Regions from separate parts of the Mus musculus genome. Here regions 2, 3 and 4 are each linked to region 1. Evidence: chromatin contacts called from public HiCAR-type and promoter capture Hi-C data. All regions are on one chromosome and are shown on one strand. The core of a region is the stretch at or near the end of the contact, and the rest is flanking DNA. Distances in the headings are between cores, read along the strand shown.

Region 1 (5,256 bases), core at 325-2,824:
AAGATTTCCCTCTCCCAATACAGCATACCAGAAACCTGAACAAGAAAAGCAGCGCATAAGTTTCTAAGACACTCCACAATCTTGATTTTCTAAGCAATTACTACATACATGAAACATTAAAAAAATGACTTAATTCAGACATGGTGACATGACTGTAGTTGAAACAGTTGGGGGGTGGGCTCAGGGCTGTCCTTGATAATACTGGAATTTGAGGCCAGCAGAGCTACATGAAAATTTATTACAGGAAAACAAAAATCCAAAGAATTTGTGCTAGACAAGTGGGGTGGAGGGGTGATGCAACAGACAGAGCCTCACATCATGAGAGAAAGCCAACATCCAGTAAACAACAAAAACATGAGGTGGAAGCTAAGATAACAGGGATGTCATTAGGTACACAGGTAATTAGTTTCACTTGGAAGCATTCAGGAAAGCTGTGACATCTGCTGGTGGAACTATAAGTTGTATTTCAAGTGTAATAGCCACTTTGTAAAGATGATTAGGTGTCAAGGGTTAGAAAGGGCTCAGTAGTTTTGAGAGAACACTATTGCAAAGAACAAGGGTTCCAGGGGACTGGAATCCTCTTCACCCTTCATAGGCATTGCAGGCATGTGGACACATGATGAAAGATTCGAGCCCTAGCACCCACGTCAAAGCTCACACACAGCTGTAACTTCAGGCCTAGGGTGATCTAATGCCCTTTTCTGGCCTGAGCAGGCATGGTACACATAGGATGAATATCAGTGTAGAATGGTGGATTCGTTTTTACTAGATTGGGCTCTTTAAAAACATACTTCCTGGTGACAGGAAAAAAGTCTGCAACCTGTGGTGATACCTCTACTATTGGGAAGCTGAGGCCGGAGGGTTGTGAGTTCCTGGATGTACTCCAAGACCCTATTTCAAAAGATAAAACAGTAGTAGCAATAAACCAAAACTCAGAAATAACCTGATAATAAATCAGCCTGTCTTGGGTCACCATTCGTATTAGTTAGCTGTGACAGCACTGGAACAATGTCTTACCAAATCTTGGGTACCTGTTGTATATATACAATGATTTGGAAAATGCTGCATGTGCAAAATTCCATAAATCTTGACTTAAAAATTAACCTCGAAAGTAAAATACAGATTTAGCGGTTTAGATCAGGATCCCAGGATTCAAGTCCTGTTTCTTCTTCCTGGTATTATTTCTCAGTTAATAAATCCCCATCAAAGACAAAGACACCTTGAAATACTACAAAGATCTCTGAAAGTTTCTGCATAAAAACCAAGCATCGGAAAATTAAACGTAGCAATTTGTAAATTGGCAGTGATTCTTCAACTCAATCAATTCAGCCAGGTCTTCCCCCTCACGGGTGGAAAGTGAAGACCGGGTCAGCACACACAGCGTTCCCCACCCTCGTGGCCACCCCGCGCCTCTCCCAGCGCGACATTGGCACAGCTACTCACCATTCGGCAGAATGAAGGCAGCTAATGGCAGCCTCCCCAGCCGCCGGTGCTTGCCCGGGTCCTCCCGCGCCGAGTCTACCGCAACCTTCGCTAGGGTCGTCTGAGCTCCATCTTTGGCTCACACGTGACTCTGTCTCCGCCTCTGTTTCCTGTCCACGGGCTTCCGGTCCAGGAGACGCTAAACTGTGGACTAGCGGTGAGGACTGGCGAGTCCGCTATAGCCCATCCCGGGTACAGCCTGCAGAAACAGCGGTGTGGCGGTGGCTGGGCTCGACACCACCCCGCCTGGGCACGCAGCCCGACTTCCGAGTCCCCGATCCTGGCGTAGGTTGCATGGCAGCCGCTAGGCTACGGGCTGATGAAGGCAACGTTGGCAGTGAAGTTAGCCTGAGATTGACTTTTTGCTCCATCTCGCTCTTGGATCTTTGTGCCATGTTATGCTGTGGGTGACTTCCAGCAGAACGTGAGCAATTCCAGAGCGAGTGCTTTTTTTTTGTTTTGTTTTGTTTTCCTCAGCATTCCCCATGTCCTCTAGAACACTGCTTCTGTGAAACAGGGTTAACGGAATGTAGTGAAAAACTAACGGTTCAAAAGTAAGGGAGCCGCACGTGATAACGTACGCCTTAATCCCAGAATTCAGTAGCCTGAGGCAGGGGGATTTCTGTGAATTCCAGGCCAGTCTGGTCTGCGTACAGTGTGAATTCCAAACAAAACAGCCAGGGGGAGGCTTAGGGTATAAGTCAGCACCACTGGGAACCAATGTTGTGAGTTTCCGTCTCAGTTTTCATCTGCATCTGTAAAACAGGAAAGGACAAAATTCTTTACCTGGTTATTTTGTAAAATTGTGAGTAGACTATAAAGACGCTTACCAAACTGAGAGGCCTGGAATTTATCAGAAGACTAATGAGTAAGATCCCTGTCCCGAAAGATTCCTGTCCCGAGAGGCATCAAGTCAATTCTAGTTTTTTTGTTTTTGTTTTTATTTATTTATTTATTTATTTATTTATCTATCTATTTATTTATTTCTAAATAAGACTGTACTCCAATTCCTGTGGAACCAAACCCCGGTCCTCTGCAGGAGCAGCAATTACTCTTAACCAATGAGCGGGGTGTTTGTTTGTTTTTCCCCAGTCCTTTTTACACTTTCCTTGTCCGGTGCTGGCATTAGGGTAGCGCTGACTTATTAGTGTCATTTAGCAACTGTTCACTTTTGGGAGCGTTTGTATCATTTTGATGTCATTTGCTGAATGTTTGGTAGAATCATCACGGGAGACTTCTAAGCCCAGAGTTTTCCTGATTGATAGAATTGTAATATAAATTCAGCATCTATAATAGATATTTCACTGTTCTATGCGTAGATACCTTTTAGATTGAACATCAAAACTTTTCTCAGAACAATTGAAATGTCCATTTGGTCCAAAATTTCAAGCTTATTGGATTAAACTGTTGATAAATATTTCCTTATGTTTTTAATATCTGTGTATCCTGCAGTGACCTCATATGTCTTCTCTTGATAGTGTTTTATTGAATCTTTGAAGCCTGATCAGTCTAGCTAGTGTGATCTTAAAAATTTTTTGTCTGTTTCACTGTTTTTTGGGGGTTTTTTGATGTTGGATTTTATGTTTTCAACTTGAATTTTTCTTCTCTGCTGCTTATTCCTATGTGTTTTCTGCCCCCCCCCCCCCAGTTTTCTAAGGATGTGCATGAATGGGGTCACTGGTGTGAGACCATTTTACTCTTCAGTTTGTGTGTTTATTGTCAGAAATTCCCTTCTAAGGACCTCTTTGTTCCCACAGATTTTGAAATTTAATTTAAAATTAAAAAAAATATTTCCATTTAGTTCAAAAGTCTTGTAATTTCTCTTAGGTTTCTTGACCTATGGTCTATCTAGAAGTGTCTTGGTTTCCTAATCTCTTTTTAAATCTCTGATTCAGTTCTCTTGTGGTTGGAGAACATACTTGGTAGAATTTGAATCCTTTAAAAAAGTGTATCGATATTTATAGTGCAGATTCTGGTCCAAACGGGATTTTCATGTGTGCATGAAAAGAATACATGCTCGTCTGCTGTGTCAGAAGTTCCTGAAAGCAACAGCTAAGACGAGCTGGGGAATTATGCTTCTTTGCTGGTTTTGTGCTGGTAGAGGTGGGGTCTGTGTTGTCCATATGTAATATAGATGATTTTCCTCTTTCAACTTCTGGAACATCTGGAATATAGGCACATGCCACTCTGCCCAGAGGACAGTATTGCTTGAGTGTTCTTCATCCTTCCTCATTTGTACCAACTTTTCTATTAAGTACCATGTTACTGAACTCTCCAACTGTTATAAGAAAATTTTCTTTTCAGATTGTCAAAAATGTTCAAGCTCTGTTATTATATGAATAAGGGATCCATGATGAAATATCTTCCTTGTCCCTCGCTAATACTCTTTGTTATAAAGTCTACTTTAATATAAACATACCTACTGCAGAAACTTGACTAGCTTTAGTTTAAGAGAGGCCTCCCATGTGTGTCCACTGTAAATGTTTCTGCTCGGAAGGGCATCCTGGGACTTGGAAGCCCAGGAACCACACAGCTCTGAGGTGGGACAGTGTCCCAAGGGAAGGCTGTCTAGAGACACGGGAGCTGAGGAACCTTACAGCTTTGAGGTGGCTTCCTCAGCAGAGGCATGGCAGCTCCTAGGGAAGGGTATCCCCAGCTGAGCTGAGGAATTCAGGAGTCTCAACCCCACCCCTCCTCTTTGCTTCTTTTCTTCCTCTCTTCATTATTGCTGCTGCTGCTTCTTCTGCTTCTGCTTCTTCTGCTCCTCCTCCCTCCTCTTCCTCCTCCTCCTCCTCCTCCTCCTCCTCCTCCTCCTCCTCCTCCTCCTCCTCCTCCTCATCTTTTTCTTGGCTTCTTCCAACCAGTCACACCAAGCAGAAAATCTCATGAAAGAGATTTATTGGAGGATCCAGGGCATGGAGGGACAAATCCAGGGATGGCTGCTTTCTGTCCCCAGGAGCGGACAGCAAGGAACTGGACAAAGGGACAGTGCTTATATAGGATTCCTGAGGGGTGGAGCTTTTCAGGGCAGAGATTTTCAGAATGAGAACTGGTAGGATTTCAAGTGGTAGAACCCCCAGGAATTGGTGGGGTTTTCTGTTCAGGTATTGGTGGGCTTCCTGTTCAGGGATTGGTGGGGTTTTGTGGGATTGGTGTCTCTTTTTCACTCCCTTTTCCCTGCCTGCATCAGGCTCATGGGTGGGTTAGGGTGGGAAGTCCACAGCTTCAGTTGCCATCTCTGTGGAACTGCTGGGGTGTGAGGTGGGTGAGTGGAGAGGAGGTGGTGTCTCTGCACAGCTCCTCCAGGACTGTAGACAGCTCCTTTGGACTGTAGACAGCTCCTCTGGGACTGCTCCCGCAGTTGCTGGAATGGCGGTGTGACAACGTGGACAGCTCCTGTAGCGCCTGTGACAGCTGCAGACTGAGAAGATGTCCTGATGCTGCCATTTTGGACAGCTCCTGTGGGACATTTTATTTTGGCAGCCGTGGGCTGGGGCGGGAAGGAGGGGCCCGGTACTGCTTTGATGGCTTTTCTGGCGCGCTGCTCAGGGACTATATGCACACACATGCGCTTACCACTCTAGAGGTGATGGGACCTGGGAGAATGGAGTTGATCAATAAGGCAGAGTAAAGTATCATAACGACAACTTTATTCTGAGCATCAGACAGTTTTATCTGAGGGCTAAGAGGAATCAAATGCGTTAAGTGTACCCTCATAAGGTCAAGCCACATGTGGAGGACATGCTTTTCTATACAGGCATGTAACAATAGCCA
Region 2 (5,791 bases), core at 1,466-3,965, 2.2 Mb before region 1:
AGATGTAGAACTCTCAGCTTCTCCTGCCCCATACTTGCCTGGATGCTGCCATGGTCCCACCTTGGTGATAATGGACTAAACCTCTGAACCTGTAAGCCATCCCCAATTAAATGTTGTTCTTATAAAAGTTGCCTTGGTCATGGTGTCTGTTCATAGCAGTAAAACCCTAACTAAGGTATATAGTGACAGTCTTAGTAGATACCTCACTGGGTAAAAGTCCTTGCCACCAAGCCTAAATATGTAAGTTTGAACCTGGGACTCATTCGGTAGAAGGCTGGAATTTACTCCATACTATGTGTATCTCCTACATATACAAAATCAATATATAAGTGCAATGAAAAAAAAGCTTAAGAGAGAAGAAAAATGGTTCTAAAACCATAAATATACACAGTGGCAAATGTGTGTGATACCTGAAGTTATCTGTTATTGACTCACTTAGTCACTGTAAAACCAGCTGAGATATAATTACATACACCTTATAAATTAAAGAAAAAGGGGGAAGGAGGAGAAAGAAGAGGAAGAAGAAGAGGAGAAATAAAAGAAGAAGAAGAAGGAGGGGGAGGAGGAGAAGGAGAAGAAGGAGAAGAAGGAGGAGGAAGAGAAGAAGAAGAAGGAGGAGGAGAAGAAGGAGAAGGAGAAGGAGAAGGAGAAGGAGAAGGAGAAGGAGAAGAAGAAGAAGAAGAAGAAGAAGAAGAAGAAGAAGAAGAAGAAGAAGAAGAAGAAGAAGAAGAAGAAGAAGAAGAAAGGCAAAAGACAGTAACAGATCTACAGATTGTGCCACAGCCAGACTTCAAGTCTGAGAAAGTTCCTGAAGATGCTCCCTAAACTTCAAATTGATTTTGTATCATCTAAAAGACTGTTAAAAAATACACTGCTGAAAAGAAATGCTGGAATTTACTTCAACATTCTCTGGTTTGGCAGAGGTATAAGGTAAAACTCAGAAACTTGCATAACTTAGTTTATAAACTGGCACTGGAATTACACTTCCTGAGCCACACTATACAGTACCATCTCGGAGGCCCAAGGACAAGTGTGTATTGCTTAGAAACTCATATTATCTTATATCACTCAACATATACTAAACTTTGGGGCGTGCAACTTGCACATGTTTCTTGCTGATTCTCCCTAACTGGCAATGACATTTGACAAGTGATTCAACTCTCTAAATCTCCATTTCCTAATATCAGGATGCATTCATTAATCCAAAGTGACCCACAATCTTTGCCATTGACTTTAGAAAGGCTGCTTTAATTTCTTTTTAACAAGTAAGTGTTCTACTTTGATTATGTCCATCAAAGGAATTCCCAGATCCCACGTTTAGCTCTAAGATATGGATCATTTAGTAAAATGTTTCAACAACGACAAACTGTAGAAATTTAGGAAAGTGATGCTATCTGTAATGGGGCCTTTAAAAGAAAATGCTAGCTTAATTATACAATGTCAATTCTTAATCCTATAAAGGCTTTTGAGATCTAGAAGGTGTCAGCTCCTCCCCATTTAGCTCTTGTAGCCTAGTTTCATATGAAAGAACACTCTAGCCCCTTAGTTATCAAGAAGGACCCCTATCAAAGTGTGCCTTCAGGCTTAGAAGCCTGAGTGTTTTTAAAGCAGAATTCAGAGACAGAAGTGGTTTGTTCTTCAACCACATTGCTTCCTCGGACTGCATGTACTCAGTGGAAAAAAAAAAAAAAAAGTCTGCACATAAATATCTGTGATCTGTGGGATGGGGTTTAAAAAGAAACAAAGTGCACAAGCCTACTAGGTCAAAGAGGCTCATCAAGTCTGCCTGGTTCATCTCTGTATTCTCAGATTAGCTCAGAATGATCATGATCCCAGCCAACAACAGCCAGGCAACTCAAAACAGCTCTCACAAGAGCAGGATGCTTCGCTAAAGATTACTACTTAACAATTGCAGGCAAGAAGACTGACAGAGGAGGCAAGGTTCAACTATGCTCCCTTCAGCTCGCCCTTGGGAAAGCCTGACACAGGAGCTCAGAAGACCACTTCATCCTGAGCAAGCTACTTCCTCTTTCTCTAATTCTTGCTTTCATTCTGAAAACAGAAGGGCTTGAGCAATGTGATCACAATGTGATCACCCCAGTCACCCGCAACCCCCACCCCATTCAACTTAATCCTAATAAAGTTCCAGGGAGGGAAAACAAAACAGATTCACCCAACCTGTAAAGGTTCACTACAATTGAAATCTTCGGGTAAACAGGCAGACCGGAAACCAAAGAAAACCCTGAAGATAAAAAGCTAGATTTGGTAAATGGAACAGAAATTCTCAAGACTATCTTAGGTTAGCTAGTAAAGTTTTTCCACGGAGTCAGAAATGCAGGAAAGTGCACCAAAAACAAGAGAAAGAGAATTAGCCTCAGTAGACTTTAAGACTCTTGTCAACCCTGTATTGCACAGGGTAGATTCTATTTTAATCACACTGGCATTACAAAACACCGCTACAGAGTTCTCAGCTTTGGCGTTCCTTGAAAGGCAGAGGTCCCCAAAGGCCACTTTCCTTCTTCCTCCTAGTGGTGCCTGTCCCCACCCTACACTGTCACTAACTAACTTCCTCAGGCCACCTCGTGCTGCCTCACCTAGTCACACCCTGTCCCTCCCTACATCTCAGTCACTCCACGCCCCCGTCCTCACAGCCTCGCCGCTCCTCCCCCACCTCATTCTGTTCTCACCACCCTGTAACCCCGCCCCGCGGACCCTGGGTTTCCGGGCTCTTGGGTATTTTAAGGCGGGAGCCACTAGGGTCGCCTGACTGCCATCGAGTGGTGTTCCAGTTGAACTTGCTTTCTCTGCCATCTGCTCCGCGGGCGCCGTCAGCATGGGTCCCTGGACCCACTCCTTGCGCGCCGTCCTGCTGCTGGTGCTTTTGGGAGTCTGCACCGTGCGCTCCGACACTCCTGCCAACTGCACCTACCCTGATCTGCTGGGCACCTGGGTGTTCCAGGTGGGCCCTAGAAGTTCCCGAAGCGACATTAACTGCTCGGTGATGGGTAAGCGGCTTCCCAGGGTCCCGAGTTGTCCTTTTCTGTCCCTGAGTCCTTGCCTTGGGGCCGGCGTTTCTGGGTGACTGGAGAGTTAAGAGCTGACGAACGGCCCCTTGGGGGATCAGAGCCAGGGCCGCTAAGTTGAATTTGAGCTGCTGAGAACTTCTAACTTTACACTTATTTTCCTGATTATCTCACAACTCATGTTCAAGGAAACGCGCCCCTGGTTTTTTACTTGTTTTATTTGCTTTGATTTCTTAGAAGCGAGTGGAGAACTGCTTTCTTGACCCTTCACTCAGGTCTGACAGGTTCTTGTTTTTAAAATTCAGAGTCTTGACTGCTGAGCTCAGACTCTAGGAGTTAGCCTTTTTTTTTTTTTCTTTTTTTTTTTTTTTCTTTTTTTTTTCTTTTTCTTTCTAATGGGGGCGCTCCTTCTTTCCCTGTGAGGTAGTGGGAAGAGACCACTTCAAACTGGGCCTGTTTTATCTGCTACTTTCCTTGACATTTCTGGACGCCTTGTTTAAGGAATTTCGAGAGATATACAAAAGCTTTTTCCTGTCTCTTTTGTCACATTTTACAGTAGTGTTTGGATATGACGGAAGCAAACGCAATGCCTAACACTTGGCTCTCAGTGAGTATGTAGTAAATGAAGACTGGGGCATTCCACGTGCCTCGGATATAGGAAAACAGTAGTACAGATAAGAAGAGTGACACTTATGGTCTCCCCAGTCAGAGTTGCACAGAGAAACTCAACTCTGAACTGTAGTTTTCTTGTGAGTAGAATAAATGCTGTCATATATCCCACCTCCCCTGCCTCCAACAAGGAGTCATTTACTAAATTCCAGGTGACTGGGTTTAGCTTAATCCTGGGTGGTGTCTACAATTGTTTCTTTTCTAAATTTGAGCATGGAGATGAGGCAGAAGGGAGAGAAAAGGTTTGCATCGCCTTATCATATGAAGTCTCTGATAAGTTATTCCTTCACGGTAAAATGAGCTAATTCAAGCCAGATCAGGGACCTATCTACCTATCTGTCTGTCTATCTATCTATCTATCTATCTATCTATCTATATCTCAGGTTTATTTGGAAACTGCTTTTGGCAGGGGAGGCAAGATCACAGATCAGGGAAACAGCCTTGGGAAGGGAGACAGAGGAGAAGGGGAAGAGATTGAAAGTTCCCATGGAGAGAAGGTCTGAAGATAGAAAGGACAAGAGGCCGGGCAGTGGTGGCACACACCTTTAATCCCAGCACTTGGGAGGCAGAGGCAGGCGGATTTCTGAGTTCAAAGCCAGCCTCGTCTACAGAGTGAGTTCCAGGACAGCCAGGGCTACTCAGAGAACCCTGTCTCGAAAAACCAAAAAAAAAGGAAGGACAAGAGACCAAAATGACTGGATTATATAGGGAAGAGCCTCTGGTGGAAGGGCAGCCCAACCCTTAGGCTGGAAAGTTCAAGGTTTGGTACACCAGGTAGGGACATAGGGATACTGGAAGAACCTGAAGGTCAGGCCTGCCTTGATGTGTAAAATATGCACTTAAGCCCCTGGGGTGGGGGTGGGGGGGGCTTGCTGAAATCCAACAGTCTCCATCTAGCTTGTTAATCTGAAAGAAAGACAGAGACAGACAGAGAGAGAGAGAGAGAGAGAGACTAATGTGTAAAACTCTAAGATGGACACAGCTGAACAGCTGAATAGCCTCTACCTATAAATCTACTTTTGACTCTAATCCAACAGTTAAAGACACACAGAAGCAGAGCAGTGGTGGCACACGCTTTTAATCCCAGTACTTAGGAGGCAGAGGCAGGTGGATTTTTGAGTTCGAGTCCACCATGGTCTACAGCGAGAGTTCAGGGACAGCCAGTGCTATACAGAGAAACTCTGTCTCAAAAAATCAAACCAAACCAAACCCAACCCAAAAAGACCCTGTTATTATGCAAGTTAAACATTAGTACCTATCAACTCAAATTATTTTTATATCTTTGAGGAGAGAGGTAACATTTACGTCAGTGTTCCCCCCCCACCCCCACCCCCCGTTTTTTCAAGACAGGGTTTCTCTGTGTAGCCCTGGCTGTCCTGGAACTCACTTTGTAGACCAGGCTGGCCTCGAACTCAGAAATCCGCCTGCCTCTGCCTCCCAAGTGCTGGGATTAAAAGTGTGCGTTACCACACCCGGCTTAAGTCAGTGTTTTTATGTAGTCTTTTTTTTTTTTTTTTTTTTTTTGATCAGTTTTTTTTTTCTTTTTCTTTTTAGCTTGCCCCCATTTCTCTAATTTTGAACAGTCCCCTCCCCATTTTTTACAAGAAGAAAATATTTTCTCTCCCTGCCTCCCTCTCCCAGGTCCCTCTTCTCTCTCGGAGACAGTGCCTTGCTATATAGCCCTGGTTTGGATGTAACAGTGTGTAGACCAGGCTGGATTTAAACTCACCTACTTCTGACTCTGGATTAACACACCCAGATGGGAAGATATTTTAAGTGTTTGGTTGATCTCTCTGCCAATGTGCTAGCTGACACCACAATGTTCTTCACAGACTTGCCAGGAGCCCTTCTTCATCACCATACAGAGGGAACAAAATTGAGACTTGAGGAGTGTGGGTGGGTGGGTGGGGGAGCACTCTCATAGAGGTAAGGGGATGGAGGAGAGGATAGTGGGTTTCCAGAGTGGAAACTCGGAAGGAGGATAACATTTGAAATGTAAATAAATAAAATAACCAATTAAAAAAAAATTGAAAAAAAAACAAGTCTTTTCTGGCAAAGTCTCACTATGTATCCCTAGAGAACCTAGAATTTATTATGTA
Region 3 (5,187 bases), core at 966-3,465, 2.0 Mb before region 1:
AGGAGAAAGACTTTGGCCATCACAGACTTTTTGCTCACTCTTTTATACAGTTTAAATCTCATCTCTTATATCATCTCACTACATGGAATCTTGGAATCACAGTTTTCAATCTTGCTTTCTTCCTTCATAATTACACAGAATACCTCACTTCATAAAGGGATACAATGATGAAATAACACTGCATGGACCGAGTGTTATTTCTTCTCTGAGCACCCCAGATAAAGGTAGAATACTGATCCCAAAGACCTGGTCCTTCTTCCCTCACAGCCTTAAGTTCCTCAGGGAATACTCACCTGCCCAGTGAGTCTTTCTCTGCCCCCTCCCCTAAATAAACACTTAACCACACATAGGCTTTCCATATTCCCTTTCCTACTTTACAGGTGCATTTATCTAGCCGTGGCTCTCTGATTATTTGTTTATTCCCACAAGCACACGGGTATCTGCAAAGGGCAGATACCTATGAACAAATGGTTAAGTGAATGAATAAGATGCCCCTCAACAGAGGAATGGATACACAAAATGTGGTACATTTACACAATGGACTACTACTCAGCTATTAAAAAGAATGAATTTATGAAATTCCTAGGCAAATGGATGGACCTGGAGGGCATCATCCTGAGTGAGGTAACCCAATCACAAAGGAACTAGTACAATATGTACTCACTGATAAGTGGATATTAGCCCAGAAACTTAGGATACACAAGATATAAGATACAATTTGCTAAACGCATGAAACTCAAGAAGAACGAAGACCAAAGTGTGGACACTTTGCCCCTTCCTAGAAATGGGAACAAAACACCCATGGAAGGAGTTACAGAGACAAAATTTGGAGCTGTGACGAAAGGATGGACCATCTAGTGATTGCCATATCCAGGGATCCATCCCATAATCAACTTCCAAACGCTGACACCATTGCATACACTAGCAAGATTTTGCTATAAGGACCCAGATATGGCTGTCTCTTGTGAAACTATGCAGGGGCCTAGCAAACGCAGAAGTGGATGTTCACAGTCAGCTATTGGATGGGTCACACGGCCCCCAATGGAGGAGCTAGAGAAAGTACCCAAGGAGCTAAAGAGAACTGAAACCCTATATGTGGAACAACAATATGAACTAACCAGAACCCTGGAGCTCTTGTCTCTAGCTGCATATGTATCAAAAGATGGCCTAGTCAGCCATCACTGGAAAGAGAGGCCCTTTGGACTTGCAAACTTTATATGCCCCAGTACAGGGGAACGCCAGGGCCAAAAAGCGGGAGTGGGTGGGTAGGGGATTGGGGGGGGGGGTATGGGGGACTTTTGGGATAGCAGTGGAAATGTAAACGAGGAAAATACCTAATAAAAAAAAAACCACAATCAATCAATCAATCAATAATAAAAATAAAACCATGGCTTCCCTCCCCCCCCCAAAAAAAAAAAAGAAAAAGAAAAAGAAAAAGAAAGAAAGAAAGAAAGAAAGAAAGGAAGAAAGAAAGAAAGAAGGCGTTGAAACCGAAGAAGACCTGGATTTGAAATAGGCGTTTTCTTTACATTTCTAAAGTGGGACTCCTCACTTGTAAAAGGAAAAATAATGATACTTTTAAGACTTCCAGGATGACTAAATGGTGTGTATGAGAAGATTTATAAACATCTGCCGCTACTTACAATGATAAGACCACTTGTGTGTTGTTCAGCTTGGAGAATTTAGGATAGGAGTGGAGGCTGAAAGAAAAGTAAGCCCTTAGCATTTCCTCTCAGGTGGCCTCTACTTTAGGTCATTAACAGTTGAATAGGCGCTAAGAGATAGCATTACCACTTTATAGAAGCCCAGGCAAAAGGAGATTAAAGGGTTTGCCTAAATTCTTTCAACTCTAAGGGCCAGAGAAGACCTAAGTCTACTGCTTTGCTGTTTCTCAAGGTCTCCCCAACTTTACAACACTGTGTGGGTGGCAACAGGGCTTAATAGCCTCAGAAGACCTGGGTATTTTTCGACACTCAGTTCTCTCCCCGGCAGAACGTGGAAAACAAAATCCACATAAGTTTGTGTCATGGACGGGAGGCGAGAGAAAAATCTCTGTGAAAGGAGTAAAGCACTGTGCAAATACCAGCTTGACAGGCAGTAGCACTGGGGTCCCGGGTCCTTTAGCTTCCAGTCCCAGGAGTTGCTCTTGTCTCCTCCCACTCTGGAGTCCGCAGAGTAGGAAGGAGGATTAAACCCGGGGGAGGAGTTCCGCACCAGCTCCCTATCCTGCGCCAGCACGCCTAGCCTAAGCGCCCACATAGAGCTCCGGTCTCCGTCGGTGCCCAGCCCCGGCTGTGCTTCCCAGAGCAAGCTCCAGGCTCCGCAAGACCCGCGGGCCTCCAGGATGCAGACACCTCACAAGGAGCACCTGTACAAGCTGCTGGTGATCGGCGACCTGGGTGTGGGCAAGACCAGCATTATCAAGCGCTATGTGCACCAAAACTTCTCCTCGCACTACCGGGCCACCATTGGTGTGGACTTCGCGCTGAAGGTGCTCCACTGGGACCCAGAGACGGTGGTGCGCTTGCAGCTCTGGGACATTGCTGGTGAGCGATCAGAGCAGCGCGCAACGGGTGAGGGTGGAGTGAGCCAGTGAGGAGTTCGGGGGTGAAGGTTCGGGGAGTGGAAAATGACTTTTCAGTCGGTTCCAGTCCCGGGACCCTTGAGTGCAATCAAGCAGGAGATCCGGATCGCCTGGGCGCTCCACTCTTGGAAAGTTTGGCTTAATGGCTTGGAAACCTGATTTCAAAGAAATGGAAGTGTTTTCTTTTCTTTCTTTCCTTTTTTTTTTTTTTTTTTTTCTTTTGCTGTTGTTTCTGTTGGAGTCGTCCCCACTCTACCTGTAACTTCTAGATAACTTCGCTGGCTCTCACTGGCTGTGAGAAAGCGAACCACTTTCTCCTGGGATTCTTGGGTGCAGAGAAGGCTGTCGCCTGGACTCACAAGGAGATTGTAGTCGCATTCTTGTTTCATTCTAGTCCTTTTCTGGACACAGGTAGCCGCGACTTGGCCCAGAGTATCTCACGTGGCTTTCATCCTTCGTGTTTAGAGGGGAAGCCCCTAGGAAATTTAAGAAGGAGCAGGATTATCTTAGGAATTTAGTTTCTTTCAAATCTCACTACTATCATCTCCTTGCTTATTGGCCTCTTCAGTCAGAAAAATTTGAGATGCTAAATTTGTATACATCTAGAACGAACTATCTCTTCTCACTCCACTCCCCTCTTCCCCATCTCTCTTCCGTCTCCCTCCATCCTTGGCTATCTCTTCTTCACTTTCCATTTCAAACAGGAGACTGTGTATGTTTTTTAGGAAAACATTAAAAAAAAAACCACAAAAACAAAAACAAAACGGAGACAGGGTCCCGTCATGTAACTCTGCTAACCTATATCAAGCTGACCTTGACCTCATAGAGACCCACTTGCCTCTGCCTCCCTAGAGGCAAGGGTCGGGGTTATGGTGATGTTAATGTCGTTTGCTTTAAGATTCCTTGATTTGATCTTGGTGTATTTTTTGAGAAATCTAAAGTATGAAATCAGAGTTTGACTAACAGCTTCTACCAGCTCCTAGCCACAATAAAGACTGAGGCAGGCTATAGTTAGTGCTCAATACTGGGTCCTACCTGGCTGCTTGTAACCTGGGCATGCCTAGCATTCTAGATGCTAACTCACCAAAGCAGTAGCATTTTAAGCTGCAAATGGCTAGGCAGCGACAGCTCAAGAATCTTCTTGCTTTGGAGTTTTAAACTCCAATGAGATTTTCCATGATCCCTTTCAAATAACCCTACTTAATCTCTCTTCATAGCCCACAGTACCAAGAAGCCTTTGATAAGCTCTGGATTGAAAAGAAGCAGTTCTTTTTCAAAAGATGTGCTCATTTGAACTAGTGCATTTCCCTGGAAACACTTTGCCAGGACTTGAGATGGGCACTAAGAAGGAAAATTCCTCAAAGGACATGTACAGTCTTGAGATGCATTCGCTTCTGTAGCCATGAGCTTGCTGGTCTTGAGATAAGGTTAGTTGGTGTAGCTAGGTTCATGGTTTGGAGTCTTTGGCAGTTCTAGAGAAGCATGAGCTATTAGAGACTTGGAGATTGCATCAAGTAGAGCCTTTTGAGCTTTTCACTGTGTACCTGGGCCCTCTGTCGCTGCACGTTTTAGTGTCTGAAATGTCTTTCAGCTGTAGCAGTTTTCTCGGGACCCCAGTTTAAAATAGCTTACTGTTTAAAAGATGTAGCTGTAGCTAGCATTATTGAACTAGCATAATTATAGTCTAAATAGCATTATGTCTTCAGCCTTGTTATATGTTGGTGAGTTTTAGTTTCCTCTTCTAAACGGGAAGAACAGAAAGATGTAATGATTCTGAGCTTCCAGAGTGAGACACCTCTAGAGAGAAATACCTTCTTCTGAAGACTACCGTGTGATTACAGATAAATTCTGATATCTTTGTTTAGCTTTTGATATCTATAAACAGGGAGTGTATTTTATCTCTCCAAATGAGAGAAGAATAAACAATAATGCAAGGTAAAGGCAATAGTGCTACACTCTAGGAGTTACCACTCTTTGTACATTTATTTATAAATACTAAGCAAGAGGAACATGCCATACATACACTGACTAAGTCCTAACAAGTGGCAGTTCTTATATCACACATTTATCTTGCCCTCAAATGCCAGTCCAGCATCAGTTTAGTCTCATGCATTTGGCAGCATAAGGCAGTTTGAGTTCCACACTTGCTCTCAGAAGCAATTTAACTCCCACACTTGGGAATCCTTTCCTAAGCCACAGTTTCAGACCAAAGTTTTGGTGAAGGCTATAATCACAGAAGTCTGCACAAGTAGGGAGTCTGAAGGATCTGAGCTCCATTCAGCAGTCAGAGCGGCATCCAACCCCAAGGTAATGCTCAGCTCACTTTGATAACTTCAAGCTCAAAGGCCCTGAACTGCTGAGTTGGAGGTTGAAAGATGTTTGGGTAAAAGCAAGGTAATTGGCGGATAGGATGGTTGTAACGTAATTGTTTCAAGTTGTATTAGAGACCTCTGGGTTCTAAGGGGATATGAAATCCAACCTCCACTCTCCACTGAGATTCAAGTTAGGTTAAGTATGCCTTTGAGTACCCTCAAGTCACAGCATGCCACTCTCCTTTTCTTAACTCTAATATGTATCTATAAAGAACGGGTAGTAGTCAACTG
Region 4 (6,077 bases), core at 121-2,620, 2.6 Mb after region 1:
CTTAAATAAAACCTGTCTTCTTTGGTAGGAATGCATGCTCCAATGTGGTTCTGTTATAGCTGCAGGAAAATGGGTCTTGAAGAGAAGACTGTTAGAAGACATGGTCGGTACCTCTTCAGTGACCTGCACCATGATAACTAAGAGAACTTTGTTGTGTGCACGAGGCTTTTCTATTGTGGCGTCAGTTAATCCTCATGAATACTGTGATGGAGAAGACATATCAAGGAGTGCAGCCATCTCCACGGGTCTCTTCTTTCATAGCAAATGCTCTATGTGCCCAGTGAGGTGGGCAGCCTCACTTGTGTTGTGATGTAAAAAAGCTAACCAAAGCAGAGCATGGTGAGATGGTCTATCCAAAGCCATGTACCCAACAGAGCAAGGATTTCAGTCCCAGGCTGTTTACTGGATAGGCTTAAACTAAACCAAGACCAAGTCTTTTCTCAGTGACCTTTCACGATGGACCGCGTTGTTCATTTTCTCCACCCCAAGAAGAATGAATGTCTGGTTGAAAGTGTCCTAGGAAACGTGCAGGTGATCACTCGACTACAGCAGCACTGCGTGGGGGGCAATCTACGTGGCTTCAGAAGTAGAAAACCTAAGAGGCCAGAGCTGTCTATACACCCGGGACTCTCTCCCATCAAGAAGTGGCTCAGGGAGACTGACTTTTTTCTTATTTGACCTTTGGGCCAAGGGCTGGCTTTGACTTAACTTTAAGCTAGTAGTAACTTCTACCAATCCAGCAGTAGAAGCAAGAACATCAGACTTGAGGGTCCTGGGAAAACTGATCAGAATCTTAGGATCAGAAGTAGAGTTTGAAGATTCAAAGAGACAGGGCCAAGAGAATACAGATTAATCAGTTTGGGAATGGCTTTCTTTTCTGACTGTACTAGATGTGGCTATGGCCAATTCTCCGAACTTCTCAGAAGTCTAGTTTCTTTTGCTGAATGGTAACAAAACATGTAGTTCATGAGGCTGTTGGACAGGATTAAATGGCATAAAGTCATTAAATGGGCAATGACCAGTACAGAGCGATTCCAGGAGCTGGTAGATGGTGGACCTCACTGCTTCCAAAACTGGAATCGAAACCCAGATTTGTGAACTCGCTTAGGGACAGTGTCCAGGGCCAGGGTGTGGTTTTACAGAAGCCTAGCTGGGGTTGGAACACAGGCTTTCTCCTCACCCCTGGCGATTGAGGCCAGTCAAAACAAATGCCCCGGGGCACAGGGAAAGGAAAGGGTTAAGGTCTGAGAAAGCTCGGAAAACAAGAAAAGCCCAAGTTTCCCGCCCCCTTTATACCCACTACCAAAGCCTGGCTACGTAAGCCCCTCCTCTCCGCTACCGGGGCGGTCGCCCTGCACTCCCTCCCTCCGCCTCTGGCTTACAAGATCTAATGAGCTCCCCCGGGAGGCTGAGCCGTGAGCCTGGGTCGGAGCGAGCAGACAGCGCCTCGCCTGGGCTGGAGCGGGCCGGGTGCGCACGGGCCGCGCTGCGGACGGCCGGGGAGCCGCAGCGATGGCGGTGCAGGCTGCGCTGCTCAGCTCGCACCCCTTCATACCCTTCGGTTTCGGAGGCTCCGCGGACGGGCTGGTGAGCGCCTTCGGAAGTCTGGACAAAGGCTGCTGTTTCGAAGACGATGAGAGCGGGGCGACCGCGGGAGCGCTGCTATCGGGGTCCGAGGGCGGGGACGTGCGCGAGGCCACCCGCGACCTGCTCAGCTTCATAGACTCGGCGTCCAGCAACATCAAGCTGGCGCTGGACAAGCCAGGCAAGTCTAAGCGGAAAGTGAACCACCGCAAGTACTTGCAGAAGCAGATTAAGCGCTGCAGTGGCCTCATGGGGACTGCACCTCCGAGACCCGCGTCCCCGAGCGCTGCAGATGCTCCAGCCAAACGGCCTCCGGGAGCCCCGACCGTCGCGACCCCAGCGCACTGTAAGGCCGCCCCGCGGAGGGAGGCGACCCAGGCTGCAGCTGCCGCCAGCCTGCAGAGCCGGAGCCTGGCTGCTCTTTTCGACTCTCTGCGCCACATCCCCGGGGGTGCAGAGACGGCTGGCGGTGCGGAGGCGGTGTCAGTCCCGGGCCTCGGAGCAGCAAGCGCTGTGGGAGACGGGGCGGGCACCGCGGTGAGCTCAGTGGCTCCCGGCACCAGGAAGGTCCCGCTGCGTGCCCGAAACCTGCCCCCGTCCTTCTTCACTGAACCATCCCGGGTGGGCTGCGGCGGCGCCAGCGGCGTCCCATCGGGCCAGGGCGTGAGTCTGGGTGACCTGGAGAAAGGGGCGGAGGCCGTTGAGTTCTTTGAGTTGCTGGCGCCAGACTTCGGCAGTGGCAACGATTCGGGTGTCTTGATGGCCGCGGACCCTCTCGATCCGTTCCCCGCCGGAGCCACGGTCCTACGGGGACCCCTGGAGCTGGAGTCAGGCCCCTTTGAGCAGCCGGCGATGGTGGGGAACCTACTATACCCCGAGCCCTGGAACACCCCCGAGCTGTCCTCAGACCAAGAAGCCTCCTGTGGCTGGCGTTCGCGGCGGCGTGACCTTGAACGAGCCTGTGCGCCTCCTGTACCCCACAGCCTTGGACTCTCCAGGTGGGGAGGACGCGCCAGCCTTGTCTTCTTTCACCCCCTTCTTCCCAGATTGTGCGTTGCCGCCGCCCCATCAGGTGTCCTATGATTACAGCGCGGGCTACAGCCGCGCGGTTTACCCCAGCCTCTGGAGACCAGATGGGGTCTGGGAAGGGGCTTCTGGGGAGGAAGGAGGGCATCCAGACTGACTGCGAGGAACTCGTTCCTTTCATTATGACTACTGTGGGCTGCGTGCCACTTTGGGTTTCTTCTGAGAGGAGAGAACGATGGGAGAACGCAAGTAAAGACGAAATGGGATTAAAACAAACAAACAAACAAACAAACAAACAAACAAACCCTCAATCCATTTAATAAAGGATCTTCAGGAAAACAGACGAAGTGAGGATTGTTTTAATCACAGCCTCAGATTTTCTTTTCTTTTCTAAGTGAGTCATAGATTCCTACTTGGACAGACCAATTAAAAAACCCAGAGACAGGATTTGGGTGGGATGATCAAGGGTCAAGAGTAAGACAGCTTTTACTGTCTCATCTCAGTTCAGCCAAGGTCAGTGTGTTTAATGTCATTATCCCCTTCAAACAGCTCCCTGGTGTCCTCCCCTGACTACATTATGAATTAAAGCCTATATTGAAAGAAATGGAACAGAGGTATGTGGTCATTGAGTTGAGTGTTTTCTTAGTGTTTTCCCAATTTCTCAACTTTGCTAGGTGGACGCTGCGGGCGGGGCTTGGGTGCTGGCAAGGTCATGTCCCAGGCCTCCCTTCTTTCCCCCTTTGCCTTCCTTGGTTTTTGTTTTTGGCGCGCGGGGGTGGGGGTTGGGGGGATGGGGTGGGGTGGGGAAGCTGAAGGTGCCATTACAGTTATTTTTCCACGATGGAGGATATTAAGCCCAAGACTTTAAACACACTAAAACCAGTTCTGAGTGTGACTCTGTTCTTCTCTTCTTAAGATTTCCCTTCCCCTACCAATCTCTGCCTTTCCCATCTCTTTCTGCTGTTACCCTTGAATAGCTTACTCCATGGCTCTAGCCTCTCATCTCTGCTCTCTGCCTTCTTCCAAATCTCTGAGTTAGGAGGAAAACCTGGCAAGTCTAGAGTCCCATTTCTGTCTTCCCCCTTTCCTCTTTCCCAGCCATTTTTTGAGAGAGAGTTAGAAGACAGATGATAACCTCTTGATTTTAAGTTTTCTTATTATAACAGGATGACAGCGTTTCTCCACTTCTCACTGTTGTAGCTGTTTGGGAGACTCAGAAGTAAAATACACAAAATGTCTTGAAACTGTTGCACTGCTTGGACCTGCAGGTGTATTATGTCTCTTTATAAGCAGATAAATGGTTTTGGAGTGAAAACTGTAGAACATGTTATTCTCATTTTGTTTGTTTGTTTCTTTTTTGTTTGGGGCGTTATGATAGCTGTACAACTTTATCATCTTCTTTCAGCCACACCCCTGTATCCCAAACTCTTACTCCCCAGCCCCTACATCCCTGATCTTCCTCACTCCTGTACCTCACTGTGATAGGGATCTGTGGAGGGTATAATGTCTCCAATGGAGATTTTCCATTCTTTTCATAACCTGGATGGAAGTCTTGGAGGATGAAAGTCAGAGAAAAAGTTTAACCAGTAGTGAATGTGGCTGAGAAGATTCACAGCACCATCAGGATGATTGAGGGTCAGAGTTGAGAAAAGTCCTGGTGGGAAGTGAGCAGCTGGAGCCAAGAAAGGAGGCTGTTGGGTACCCACAGGTGCAAAAGCTCTTCGAGGCCAAAACTCAGAAAAGGAGTTGGGAATGTCTGTAGACTTGATTGCTGCTTCTCTGTAAGGCAGCCAAAACAGACTGTCTGAATATTTACGAGGAGAAAGAAAAAAAAATTAGTGTGGCTGCAAGGGATGAAAAAGGCAGGGCCATAGTCTGTGAAAATCAAAACTGCTGTAGATTTTGGGAAAGAATTTAAAAAGAAAAGAAAAGAAACTCGTGTGCAGCAATGGCAGGCATAGCTTCAAATGCTATTATTATAAGATCACTTTCTTTCGAGTGAAGCTGGAGTAGCAACTATGAAAAGAATTTTTCAACTTTAGAAACCTGGCAGCCAGTTGAATTTCTTCACAGTAGTAAAAGGTGATTAATTTCATTGTGCTAATGGCACCTTACCCAACAGCCACTTAATTTATGTTGGTTTATTGTGACAATAATCTAGGGTAGAATTTCACAGTCAGACATTAACACTGTGACTGCCCATAGGGTTTACTGTCAATGTGGTGTTTCTTAATTTTCTCCTTCCTTCTTACCCAGTTTAGTAAAAAGATGTCTTTGGCCAGTGCCTTGTTTGTTATGTCTTCTGTTCATGAGAAGAATACCAACACATGTTTCTATGTGCCAGGCGCTGAGCAAAGCATCCGTTTACTGATCTTCCTGGGGGTGGGGGCAGTTGCCAGTTGCTCCTTTGAAAGCTGAGGTTCAGGCAGGCAAAACAACCCCAACTTACTGAAAGCAAGTGTGGAGTCCAAATCTAACGGTACTGGGACATCAAGACCTGCCTGTCATTTGTGAGATTTGGCTAACATTTGCATTCATGGGTTCCCAGCCTTTACACAATGCCAGGAGCAGAGGTTCCTGCCTCTGAGTGCTGTTGAAATTTTGGGTACCACAGCTCTTTACTTTGTAGACTGTCCTGGGCATGGTTGAAGGTTCAGCAGCATGCCTGGACTTGTCTATTAGATGCCAATGGTACTCTGCTGGTTGTGATAATAAAGTCTATTGTAATTGTCACATGTGCTCTAAGAGATGAAATTACCACTAGCTGAAAATTACGTTAGACAAATACAAACTCAGTGCCTGTGGGGTGTCCAGCATTTTCACTTGAACTTTATTTATTTATTGTCTTATAGTACATATATCATATTTAATTTTGATAGAGGTCTGAATTTAGGTGTTGTTATTTTTCCTTATTATTATTGTTAAATAATGAAAAAAATACCCAGTTAGCTTAGCTATACCGTATTATTGTTTATTTACCATCCATGGTCCAGTTACTGTATTGAATTGTGGTTTTCCCATTGGGAAACTGGAGAACAATCTGTCATAGAGGATTATTGTAAGAATTTGTCATGTTTATAATAGCCCACCAACCAGAAGGGAACAGTATTTGGTAGTCTACGCTTCAAATTATGTTAAACCATCTTGTTATGCAGGCTTCTGTGTACTGGATGGTGGCATAGCATACCCACCCCCCATTTCCCCATTTCTTACTCCTCTTTTTCCCGTGTTCCCCTCCGATCTGAGTTTATCTGCATCTGACTATGTCATTCACTGTAGTACAGTAAGTGATACTCATAGTATTCCTGCCAGAATTGGACATGGTCCTTTTTGTCATTTCAAGTATCCATTTCATCTCTTTCATAGCCACAGAAATATTCATAAAGAATTATTTTAAAGTGCAATAATAACTATTTCTTAAGACCAAGAGTACAATGTAGTTGTAAATATATGGCTGGACAAGCTTG

Evidence for each region. Promoter capture Hi-C pulls out the DNA fragments that hold promoters and counts their contacts. HiCAR-type assays count read pairs that join an accessible place to other places.
Region 2: a contact with region 1 is called in a promoter capture Hi-C map of pre-B cells. The contact joins the promoter of Ctsc here to the promoter of Tmem126a in region 1. A contact is called at or near these places in 2 of 39 promoter capture datasets (the C10 cell line and pre-B cells), 1 of 484 Hi-C or Micro-C datasets (B cells) and 1 of 9 other capture datasets (liver).
Region 3: a contact with region 1 is called in a promoter capture Hi-C map of the HPC-7 cell line, with 3 times the contacts expected there. The contact joins the promoter of Rab38 here to the promoter of Tmem126a in region 1.
Region 4: a HiCAR-type map of astrocytes shows a contact between it and region 1, with 5 times the contacts expected there. The contact joins the promoter of Fam181b here to the promoter of Tmem126a in region 1. A contact is called at or near these places in 1 of 39 promoter capture datasets (cranial neural crest) and 3 of 115 datasets of contacts at active chromatin or transcription factors (astrocytes, embryonic forebrain and embryonic limb bud).

Annotation. Positions count from the first base shown.
Region 1 is chr7:90,455,629-90,460,884 of GRCm38.p6, forward strand. It overlaps Tmem126a (transmembrane protein 126A), which reads right to left and starts at 1,575. Exons shown (of 5, transcript NM_025460.3): 1 at 1,444-1,575.
Region 2 is chr7:88,275,370-88,281,160 of GRCm38.p6, forward strand. Ctsc (cathepsin C) reads left to right here and starts at 2,716. Exons shown (of 7, transcript NM_009982.5): 1 at 2,716-3,005. The coding sequence starts at 2,834.
Region 3 is chr7:88,428,058-88,433,244 of GRCm38.p6, forward strand. Rab38 (RAB38, member RAS oncogene family) reads left to right here and starts at 2,216. Exons shown (of 3, transcript NM_028238.7): 1 at 2,216-2,546. The coding sequence starts at 2,345.
Region 4 is chr7:93,078,509-93,084,585 of GRCm38.p6, forward strand. It overlaps Fam181b (family with sequence similarity 181, member B), which reads left to right and starts at 1,371. Exons shown (of 2, transcript NM_021427.2): 1 at 1,371-2,477; 2 at 2,479-3,214. The coding sequence starts at 1,513. The coding sequence ends at 2,767.